Regions from separate parts of the Mus musculus genome. Here region 2 is linked to region 1. A link is a contact called in public Hi-C data. All regions are on one chromosome and are shown on one strand. The core of a region is the stretch at or near the end of the contact, and the rest is flanking DNA. Distances in the headings are between cores, read along the strand shown.

Region 1 (5,556 bases), core at 2,770-5,269:
TTAAACAAAAGGCCAAAGACAGACATAGATGGAGAAGTTATCTTAAAAGTGTTGAGAGAAAACACAAGCCAATCTAGTGTCCAGTTCTCAGTAGTGTTTCAGACAGAGAATATTGCTTAATTAGAAAAAAATTAAGGTAATTAATTCCACCAGACCCTCATTAGAGAGCATCCATGAAATAGATTCTGAAAGGAATGTAAAAAGCAATAAGTAATAGTGAGTGGGTGAAATATAAACAAGGACAGTTGCCATGACAACGATGTCCAACCTAAAGAAGGAAAAGGTTGTGGGCACCTCGCAAATCATGAGCATGTGACTGTGGCTAAGACAATGGGAGGGTTAAACTCTGGGACTGCTTAGGAACTGAGAATACAGCCGCTGGACAAAACAGGACAAAAACTGCCATACCCGGGGATCCATCCCATAATCAGCTTCCAAACGCTGACACCATTGCATACATTAGCAAGATTTTGCTGAAAGGACCCAGATATAGCTGTCTCTTATGAAACTATGCCGGGGCCTGGCAAACACAGAAGTGGATGCTCACAGTCAGCTATTGGATGAATCACAGGGCCCCTAATGGAGGAGCTAGAGAAAGCACCCAAGGAGCTAAAGGGGTCTGCAACCCTATAGGTGGAACAATAATATAAACTAACCAGTACCCCACAAAGCTTGTGTCTCTAGCTGCATATGTATCAGAAGATGGCCTAGTCAGCCATCGTTGGAAAGAGAGGCCCATTGGTCTTGCAAACTTTAGATGCTTCAGTAGAGGGGAACACCAGGGCCAAGAAGTGGGAGTGGGTGGGTAGGGGAGTGGGGGATAGGGTATGGAGGACTTTTGGGATAGCAATGTAAATGTAAATGACAAAAATACCTAATTAAAACAAACAAACAAACAAACAAACAAAAACTCCAGGTCATGAAGCCCATGTCCTGAATTCTTCTCACCCTTAAGCATTAAGGGCCACTAATTCATGAATCTGTCACACCTGTGGGTAACCTACCAAGGTTAAAACTAAAAGTTTTATGTCAATGGTGAATACATAAATGAGAAATAAACAGAAGTTTCTTAATTCAAAAGAAAATATGGAGGAAAAATAAGCACAGAAACACATTATATACCAAACCCAGAGGGAGAGAGAGAAAATATGTCCACAGATTTTGATAATTAGCAATTAAAAAAGAATAATTTATCTGATCGTACTTCTTTCAATCTAGCTTAATGCTACTTTCAAAGAGACAGCTGAAGCTGAAGAAATGGCTCAGTGGTCAAGAACACTTCCAGAGCAACCTGTTTCAATCCTCAGCACCCACAGGGCCGTTCACAGAAGTCTGTGCCTCCATTTCCAGGAAATCTGATGCCCTCCCTCACATGGCCTCTGTGGGCTCAGCACACAAGTAGCACACAGACTTACACTCAGGCAAAACACCCACACATGAAAAATAATGAAATGATTTATTAAAATAAAAAGATACCTAAGAACTATGGACAAGGAAAGGATGAAAGTAAGAAGTGACCGGATGAATAAACCTCAATGCTGACATATCTTACTGACCTTTCTTCCTATATTGTTTTCTGTTTCCAGTGGCTTCTTTCCTCACTGCTGCCCCTTAGAGGGTAAACAAGGTTTTATAAATGAAATTGTACATATATATGTGTGTGTGTGTGTGTGTGTGTGTGTATATACATATATACATATATGTGTGTATGTGTGTGTGCAAATACATATGTTTGTATATATGTGTGTATATACATATATGCACATACACATGTACATATACATACATGTTGTCTTAGGGTTACTATTGCAGTGATGAAACACCATAACAAAAGCAATTTGGAGAAGAAAGGGTTTACTTGGCTTGTGCTTCCATATCACTGTTCATCATCAAAGGAAGTCAGGACAGGAACTTAAACAGGGCAGGTCCTGCAGCAGGAGTGAGGCAGAGGCCGTGGAGGGAGACTATTTACAGACTTGTCCCCAGTGGCTTGCTCAGCTGCCTTGTCACAGAACACAGAACAACCAGTCCGTAGATGGCACCACCTACAATGGGCTGGGCCATCTCCCACCAATCATTAATTAAGAAAATACCCTACAGGCTGGCTGGCATCCCGATCATATCGAGTCATTTTAGTAATTAAGTTTTCCTCCAATCTGCTGACTTTTGCTTATGTCAAGTTGATACAAAACTATCCATCACATGTGTGCATTTGTTTTTAAGGATGAAAATTGTACATTTTAGACAGGGGTGTGGAGAAATGAGGGCGAGAGGGAAGAGAAAGGTAACAGAGAGAGAAAGGGGAAGAGGATAGCATACAGCTACATTGTGTGGAAAATACTGGGTGTTGCTTCCACCAGCTTATACCACCAGAGGGCGCTTAAAGACAAGCTATGAGCAAATGATGAGCCTTTGCAGAAAAGATTGTCATGAGGGATCATAGACTCTCCCAACTTTTGCATAGTGTTTTTGGTCTGTTAAGTATCTCCAGCTCATTGAAATAAAATGGAATACAAAAGTCCAAGTCATAATGGCCAGGTACTTTTTTAAATAAAGAAACAAGATTTGAAACCAAAGAAATTGTTGAAAACTCCCTTGTTTCTATGGCCACTTTACACACACACACACACACACACACACACACACACTGTCTATATCTACATCTATATAATCTATATATATCTATATCCATATCCATATCCATATCTATGTCTATATCTATATGCAAGTGCTGAGGGAGACTTAGTAACAGTGGGATGCCATTGCCATTTAAGGCTTTCTCCTCTTCCCCCTCCCTCCCTCCTTCCTTCCTTCTCCCGTTTTTCTTCTTTTCAGATTATAGCTACATCATGTCCCTCTTTATTTTCCTCTGCCCAAAACCTCCCATCTACCTACCCTTGCTGTCTTTCAAATTTATGGCTTCTCCTTTTTTATTGTTTTATACAGAGAGAGAGAGAGAGAGAGAGAGAGAGAGAGAGAGAGACAGAGACAGAGACAGAGACAGAGACAGAGACAGAGACAGAGAGAGGCTCATAAAGCCACAGCTCTTAGAGGAGAACCCTACAACAACAGTGTTTCTGAACCTGAGGGTCGCTACCCTTTGGGGGTTGCGTGTTCGACATCCTGCATATCAGATATTTACATTGCCATTCATTACAGTAGCAAAATTTACAATGATGAAGTAGCAATAAAATAATTTTATTTTTGCAGGTCATCACGGCATTATGAAGGTTGAGAACCCTGACCCACAAGATCCACTTTACTAAAACCAGCATAACCCCTAACCAGTGTCTAAATATCTGTCCCTATACTCACAGAGAAATGTATTCGTCACCCCTCATTAATAACACTTCTTCCTGCAACAGGTGAAGACCATTTCATAAACCCCAACCAATCAAAACGCAGAGATGTGGAATGCAGACCCAATTGGTACATCTGCAGCACAGAGATCGTTGTAGGAGGGGGTGCTGAAAGATTAAATCAGAGGAGCAAGGTGTTGGCTGTGAGGTTGTCTCCCCTGGGAATGTGGGAAGCCACACCCATAACGTCTCACCGACAAGACTCCCTAAACTCAACCTAAACAAGATTGATACGGGGGGGGGGGGGACGGGGGGGGGGACAGACGCGCTCGTGCGGGCGGGGGAAGCTGAGGAGGCTATGCAAAGAACAAAGACTATTAAGGAAGGCACGCTGCGATCTGGAGACTACCGCTGAGGCGTTGCTCATTGTGGGCTAGAGAGTGGGTGGAGTTTTGTCTTGATCGATAGACAGGCTTGGGCAATGTAAGCCTTTGCTCACTGTGCATGCCCTTTTATCCATAATGCAACGTATAGGCATAAGGAGGAAACTATGGGATTTTCCCTTAAATGTTTCTCAAAGGATACAGTTTGACTAACTATGCATGTGGTTTAAGCCAGTCCAGGATAGAACATTGGTGCATTGCCAAGGGGCAGGGGAGTGCGCTAACGATTGCTACAGTGCTGTGGGTGAGCATAACTGTGAGCCTTTATTTAAAGAGGGGTTGTGGATGCAGTTTAACGGAGGTGGCGCTCCAGGTTGCTAAGTGCTTTGCTGGCAAAGGAGTAGGGGTGGAGCTTAAGCCTTGCAGAGGTTGCTAAGCTACCCCTGCTCTCACCTGCCTCACCAACACTTCATTATCCCTTAGCCTTGGTTATTTTTACATTTTACACAAAGTGTGCTTTGATTGTGTGTGTGTGTGTGTGTGTGTGTGTGTGTGTGTGTGTGTGTGTGTGTGTGTGTGTGTAGGTTAGATACCTAAATCCCACAAGGGCAAAATCCACCCCAAGGCCCTGTTGCTCTGTCTCTACCCAGCAAGCAGCATACTAAGCAAACAGCACTCAGTAACCATTCATTGACTGAATACATCTTAATCCAGCTATGAGGAACCACACTGCTGACAAAGTCCCCTATCCCATAATATACGGCTAAGTAATTGAATAACGAAATTAGGAATTTTCAACTGTGATTTCAAGTCTGAGCTGGCTACTTTTTCTCAAAGGATCCTGAAATTGGATGACTACGTAATGACAAGCAATTTCTTGTGTGTAAGACAAATGAATTGATAGAGCCACAGAGTCCAAGTACTGTTTCATGAAACTGTAATGCACTAGGAGTGGTCGTAGGAGTGGAAAAGTACCGAAGGGATCCTTCCGTCCCTCTCAGGACTCATGGAGACGTTTGCATCTCCTTTTCTGGATGGAACCTGACTAGCTCAGGAGGACAGGAAACACAGGACTTGCCCATGAAAGATCCCTTCCTCTCACCCTTACTTCCTCCCTTCCCCTTCAGCCATTACACGTTAAATATAAATATAAAATGTTAAAACTATGGATATCAAAAGGAGAAAAAGATGCTGAATAAATAAATTATTCTTTAATCTTTTTGTTTAACAGTCCAGTCGTTATCTTCCTCCTGGTCCACCCTCCAACAAGTCCTCATCCCACTCCTCCCCCATCTCCAATAGGAAGTCCCCCACCCCACCCCACCAGACCTCCCCACTCCCTGGGGCCTCAAGTCTCTCAAAGGTTAGGTGCATCTTCTCTGAGGGCAGACCAGGCAGGCAGTCTTCTGCTCTATATGTGTTGGGGGCCACATATCAGCTGGTGTATGCTGCCTGGTTGGTGCCTCAGTGTCTGAAAGATCTTGGGTCCAGGTTAGTGGAGACTGCTGGTCTTCCTATGGGGTTGCCCTCCTCCTCAGCTTCTTCCAGCTTTTCCATAATTCAACCACAGGGACTTCCCTAAATCACCCGTCCTCTGTCCATTGGTTGGGTGTAAGTACCTTCATCTGACTCTTCCAGCTGCTTATTGGACCTCTCCAAGGGTCACTCTGCTAAGCTCCTGTCTGTAGGCACACCGTAGCATCACTAATAGTGTCAGGCTTTGGAGCCTCCCCGTGAGCTGGATCCCACTTGGGTAAACATTTAATTTCATGATTATTAGCAAGTATAAAAATCCAGAGGTCTGTATAATACCATTCTTAAAGTTAAATGGCATCAGGCACTTGAGATGGATGGCACTTCATCTCTTTAGGACC
Region 2 (5,696 bases), core at 2,599-5,098, 450 kb after region 1:
TTGTCCCTCCTGCAAGCCTATGTGTTGGTACTCTTGTCAGACCAGCTCTCTCCCAGGGGTATTTGGGTATGGAGAGCTGGGTCACAGGATCAGCTCCCAGTACAGACTAAAACTGGAAGGATCCTGTCCCGGGCTACTCCTTGGATCCTATGTCCTGAGGGTTCTGGGTAGGTCACTCAGAGCAGAATTGGTGGTCTTACCTGTGTTCACAGGCATGTCTGCACTCCTGGGAGACCAGCTCTCACCAGAGAGTTTGGGTATTGAGTGCTGTCTTAAATTTTCAACCTCTACTCTAAGGCAGTAGTCAATTTGTGTTTTATTTCTTTTTCTAAATATAGCAAAAGTGGCAATCTAAATATTTCATTCATGAGATGATGCTTTGTCTAACTTTGAAAGATTTCAAGATAAAAAGAAAATTTTAAATTGGTCATGACTCTTGGTTCTATACACTATACTTAGTCCACACAATCATATTTTTCACATGTCCTATTTACTCTATGACTCAGAACCCATAAAAAGTTTCTGTCATTTTTCTTATATTCTTTCTACATATGCTTTGTAGTAACTAATAGGTCATAATTCTAGTTGTTTCTAAGAATATAGTTGAATATAAAGATAAGTACATTATACAGTTGAGGGATATGTAGATATTTTCTCAATTGATAGCATGTCTTAAAATGGAGATGTATTTAAACCAAAGTTAGGAAAAATGAGAAGGACTTACAATTTTAGACTGTGTAAGTAAGCTATCTTTTAGTCCACATGGGAAAAATAATATACATCATTAATACATCTCAAATATTATTTCAAAGAATAATCTTCTTTAACATTAGTGGTAATAGTTTTTAGGTGTCCATTTATGTATTTAAAACACCACAAGTAGAACTAGAGTCAGGGCAAATACAATGAAAATAATTGAAAAAAATATTTGATGAGGCACTATATCACTATAACTTGTGTATTTTAATGATCATTGTAGTTACTTTTCTATTGCTTTGTTAAAACACCTTGGCTAAAGCAAGTTATGAAAGAAAATGTTTAATTTGAGGCATTTGGTTTGAGAATGTTAGAGGTCACACCAATCATGGTGGGGGCTGTGGCAGCATACATGCGGGCATTGTCCGGAGTGGTAACTGAGAACTTACATCTTGATAACCAGGCATGAGTCTAGAAGAGCTAACAGGGAATGGTGTGGGCTTTTGAGCTTTCACAGTCTTCCCTCAATAACATAACTTCACCAACAAGGCCACACCTCTAATCCTCCTTAAAGAGTTCCACCAATTTGGGACCAAGATTTCAAATATATAATCCTACTGACACCATTCTCATTCAAACATACTACAATCGAAATACAGAGTGAAGATCATTGGCAGTTACTAAGGTTAATGTTTTATATTTAGAGTTCATTAAAATCAGTTTTCTATAAGGTTTTCTCATGAACATCTCATGAACTACTTTTCACATAACTAGATATTTAAGTTTTTTATTCAAACGACAAAAGATTTTGCAAATATCCTAAAAATGTCAACCAGCAACATCAATCCCAGCTGTCAAATGGGAAAAGAAAGATGGGGAATTTGGGAGATTTAAAGTGTTTCAGAGTGGGGTAGTGGAAACAATGCTAGATAAATGTGAATATACTGAAAACCCACAGGAGTGTAGACTTCAAAATGGCTCATATTTGTGTATATATCAAAAAAATGAATCTTAGCTTGTTTACAGGTTGTTGATGTAAGAATATGTATGTATGCGTTTCTTCTCATCATTTTGGAAGCTCTCCATTATCTTCAATATGAAAGGATGATGCTCTGAATATTTTAAAACCAAGGACGGTTTGGGAAATGAACTTCTTAATTAGTAAAGGAATCGGACATGGGAATGGGAAATAATGGGGACATCTGACACAAAATAACCACACAAATATCTATTTTCCACCTAGAGTTGTGAATACTGTAGAGTGGATGGTGTGGGAAACATCTAGGATGTTGGGGAACGGGGCGTCAACAGAACACTGTGTCTTGAGAATGAAGCACTTCACTTGCATATGACCTATAAACAAATTATTTCCTTAAAAGGGATTCTTATCAGAAAAAATAAAATAAAACAAATAATGAGTTGCTTTTGTTTTATAAAGAAAACCATTCTGACAATAAGTTGGTTATTATACAAATATATTGTTCCCTTGAAGTTTCCAGAGTACAAAAGAAGTTGTAATCACATCTTTCTATTGATCTTGTCCAGCAAATATTGTAAACTGAGGGTGACAGTGAAGGGACCAGTGATGTATTGGAGTAGAAAGGTAGAAGAGTTTTAGAAGTCAGAGTCCTAGACAAAGAATCAGCTTATGATGTTTGCTCTAAGAGTTTCTTCTTCATTTACAATCCCAGACCCTGCATATGCTTGAGTAGCAGACGAATATTCCAACATACAGGCTAATATATATATATATATATATATATATATATATATATATATATATATATTTCCCTGTTTTCCTTAAGTAACTCACTTAAAGTTTATAAAATACCAAAAAATATAATATAGTGTTATCATTTGTGTGTGTGCTGCTGTTAATTATTTGCTACACTGATTATTTCTGTGTCGTAAGATGAATGAAGCAGGTAAACAAGGATGGAGGCTCCACTCTGTTCTGAGTGTATGCCAGGATATGTCAGCAGAGAGATGGGCTGAAACACAAAGACTGCTATGTTTTGGCTTCTTTGATTGCCCTATGGCTTCTCTTTCAATCTGGACTGAACAAGCAACTGTCTTAAAAATCCTTGAATACAAATATATATATATGGGGAAAGAGACGAGAGAGAGAGAGAGAGAGAGAGAGAGAGAGAGAGAGAGAGAGGAAAGGGAGATAGATGCTGGGTGGCTAGAGATTCTTCAGTCGCAGTTACCCTTGGGTTAAACACATTTGACGAAAAGAATAGAAATATTGATTATCAGAGAGAAGTAGCTCTTCATTTATGTAAATAAACTGGAGCATTGTCAGATCATTTTTCCTTGAAATATATAAGTGATTTTACAGTTAAAAGTGTGGTGTGAAAAAATGCTGCTGACATGTCTTACAACCTATGTGAAAATTTTCGTATAACGCAAGCATATTATATGGATAACGGGGATATGCATTTTTTTTTCCATCAAGGGCAAGAGCTTATTCAGCTCTGTGTGTTTCCATATGCATGTTTGTTTCGAGAGGAACATAGGCAAGAGAGTCTTCCTTTATACTCTAGGAAAGCTTGACACAGCCTTGACAGACAGTGTTTATGTTCTTCCTGTACCTTTTGTGAAGTATTGCGACTCTACTTGTGTCCTGTCACTCAATAGGTTGAGCACGACTGCTAATTTATTGCCAGACTGCAGCATTGTGATTTGCATTCCTAATCAGAGTGCAGATTCCCATTGTAAAATGCTATCCTGTTGTTCCCTATCCAGAATCCTTTCGTTCTTTTTGTCGCCCCCATTCTCCAATAATCACCCTTAGAATTTTTCCCTTCACAAAATTCCCACTCGGAATTGGCAGCTTTTGTGGGCTAAACTAATCATAATTTACAAAGACATCGATTCTTTTTCTCTTTACCTGTAAAGGTCCTACGCCACTTAATAAAATACTTATTACAACAAAAGATTTATACTTATTTCTTTGAAAACCATGTTTTTATTTCTCCTTGATTCTGAAAGACGTGAAATAAAGGTCCTATCTTAATAATAAGCTTTAACAGACCAGCCTCGAGATAGTCTAATTACATCCCTCCTTGGCACCTTTAAATCAAATTAACTAGACACTTGGTGAGGAGGTAAAAGGAAAGGGCATTTTTGTAATGAATCTGACTGGGTGAGAAAAAACTACTGCAGCAGAAAGACACGACGAGAATTCGGGCTTTCCCACTGTGGTGGCAAAGGGGGGAATTATGGGTTGGTGGTCCGCTTCATGCTAGGAGGACACCCCTCTGTCTGTTCACAGTTCAGCCTGCTTCCAGTTTAAAGCCGAGATTTCAGCACAAACCTCAATTTCTTTCCCCCATTTTAAATGCAAAGCGAGGCTTGTGAATCACAGTGTCTCTGCTCCTAGAATCCAGACCCCTTTCCACTCCCCCTCCCAAAATTATCCGGCTGTTTGTTTGAGTACCTGCTTACTGTGGCACACACAATGGGCAGCTTTGAGAAGAAAAATTGATAATCTTCACGGAAGAGTAATTTGAATGAAATTACACTTGACAGCCAGTCTCTAAGCAAACAAGAGGCGCGAGGGAGCCTCAGCTAAGCTCCAAGGACTTGCCCAAGCCACTGCTGCTGGAGCTGCCCAGGGAAAAAAGGCACACGCTTTTTTGACATCTAATTGAGCTTTTGACTAATACCGTGCGCCAGATTCTCCTGAAGAAAGGTAGCCATGGAAGAGAATATGGAAGAAGGACAGACACAGAAAGGTACTGTGCTTTAAAACAGGTTTATTTGTAACTAGGTGATTATTTTGTGCTTTCCTTGTTTGCTTTAGACACTTGCCAGAGAGACTAATGAATCTTTCCCTCTTGGAAGGCATTTCTCCCTTCCTTTTTCCTCTGGTCTTCACTTGCTGTAATGCCAATTGTGATCCTTACTATTTGAACATCTTCTAGGTATAATACCTAAACGCATATTCTGATATTGATATGTACAGTGTGTCGAACTAATCTTTAGTCCAGTCTTTGTTAGACTTCATTTATTTCATGTTTTCATGGTTGTCAAGCCAAGCTCCGAGATTCCAGATTTCAGGTACAAACACAGTTGGTGCACAAGTTGCAGTTAAAATTTTGATGATGTAACCATTATCAATACCTTTGCATAGCCATCTGATAGAACAAAGAGCAACAGCATGTAGTATAATATGGTTGGTATTCATTGAATTTATTTATTTTTCTGGATGCAGTGTTGTTTTAATTTATAAGGAGCAAAGGTTCACTGATTTGGGGGGGTTATTTAATGACATTAGATTTTTTTTTCGTATGTCTGATTATAATCAACCTATACCTATATCATTGTTAAATATCAGATTCATTTTTAAAGCTTTCTAGTTATATCTGTCTATATGTGGCAATTTTTTAAATTAAAATTGGACAAATGCTGCCCATTTCAAATGATTCAAACAGCTTTAGAATTTTTTTTTATACATCAAGTGGGGCTTCCGAGGAAATTGTTTTCACCCCAGTAGAGGCAGTGTTTGCTGTCATGTCTGTGCACTGGCTTATGTAACATTAGAGAAAACACTCATTTTCTTAAGATTAAAAGACTCATAGCACGTAATACACATAAAGAAATTAATTTATGAGGATTACTAAAAAGAGATGTTTTCAAGGATGATTTTAAATGCATATAAATTTGTTCTCGTTTTAAACCTGCGTTTTTAATGATGTCACTGGTAGTGTGGAGATTCAGTGTAGGCTTTCTCATGTTAAAATGTTCAGGTATGCTTGCCCTCTTCTCTAAGTATATACACACACACACCATACACACACATACACACACAGAAGCATACACACACACATACATATGTGTACACACAGGCAGATACACACACACCGAAACCCACACACCCCTTTGGGTAAACATGCTGTACACAGATCCACCTGTATACAACGACTAAGTATGTAAATGTTTTCTATATGCAATAAAGATAAAAGATAAGCTAATAATCTTCAAAGCTTATGCTC

The links. Hi-C and Micro-C count contacts between places; a contact is called where the count stands out from the background.
Region 2: a contact with region 1 is called in a Hi-C map of forebrain, with 6 times the contacts expected there. The contact joins the promoter of Gpm6a here to the enhancer-like site in region 1. A contact is called at or near these places in 1 of 15 datasets of contacts at CTCF or cohesin (large pre-B cells), 9 of 484 Hi-C or Micro-C datasets (cerebellar granule neurons, cerebral cortex, cortical neurons and 3 more) and 4 of 115 datasets of contacts at active chromatin or transcription factors (embryonic forebrain, embryonic midbrain, forebrain and 1 more).

What each region holds. Positions count from the first base shown.
Region 1 is chr8:54,505,577-54,511,132 of GRCm38.p6, forward strand. No RefSeq gene overlaps it. Among named protein-coding and RNA genes, the nearest start is that of Spcs3, 22 kb to the right of the region's middle. Within about 2 kb of position 4,020, at least 100 of the 459 cell types and tissues checked have an H3K27ac peak or open chromatin away from gene starts, as enhancers often do. A contact at or near this core is called in cerebral cortex, cortical neurons, embryonic forebrain and 3 more, where this site is marked.
Region 2 is chr8:54,950,880-54,956,575 of GRCm38.p6, forward strand. Gpm6a (glycoprotein m6a) reads left to right here and starts at 3,849. Exons shown (of 7, transcript NM_153581.6): 1 at 3,849-4,436. The coding sequence starts at 4,400.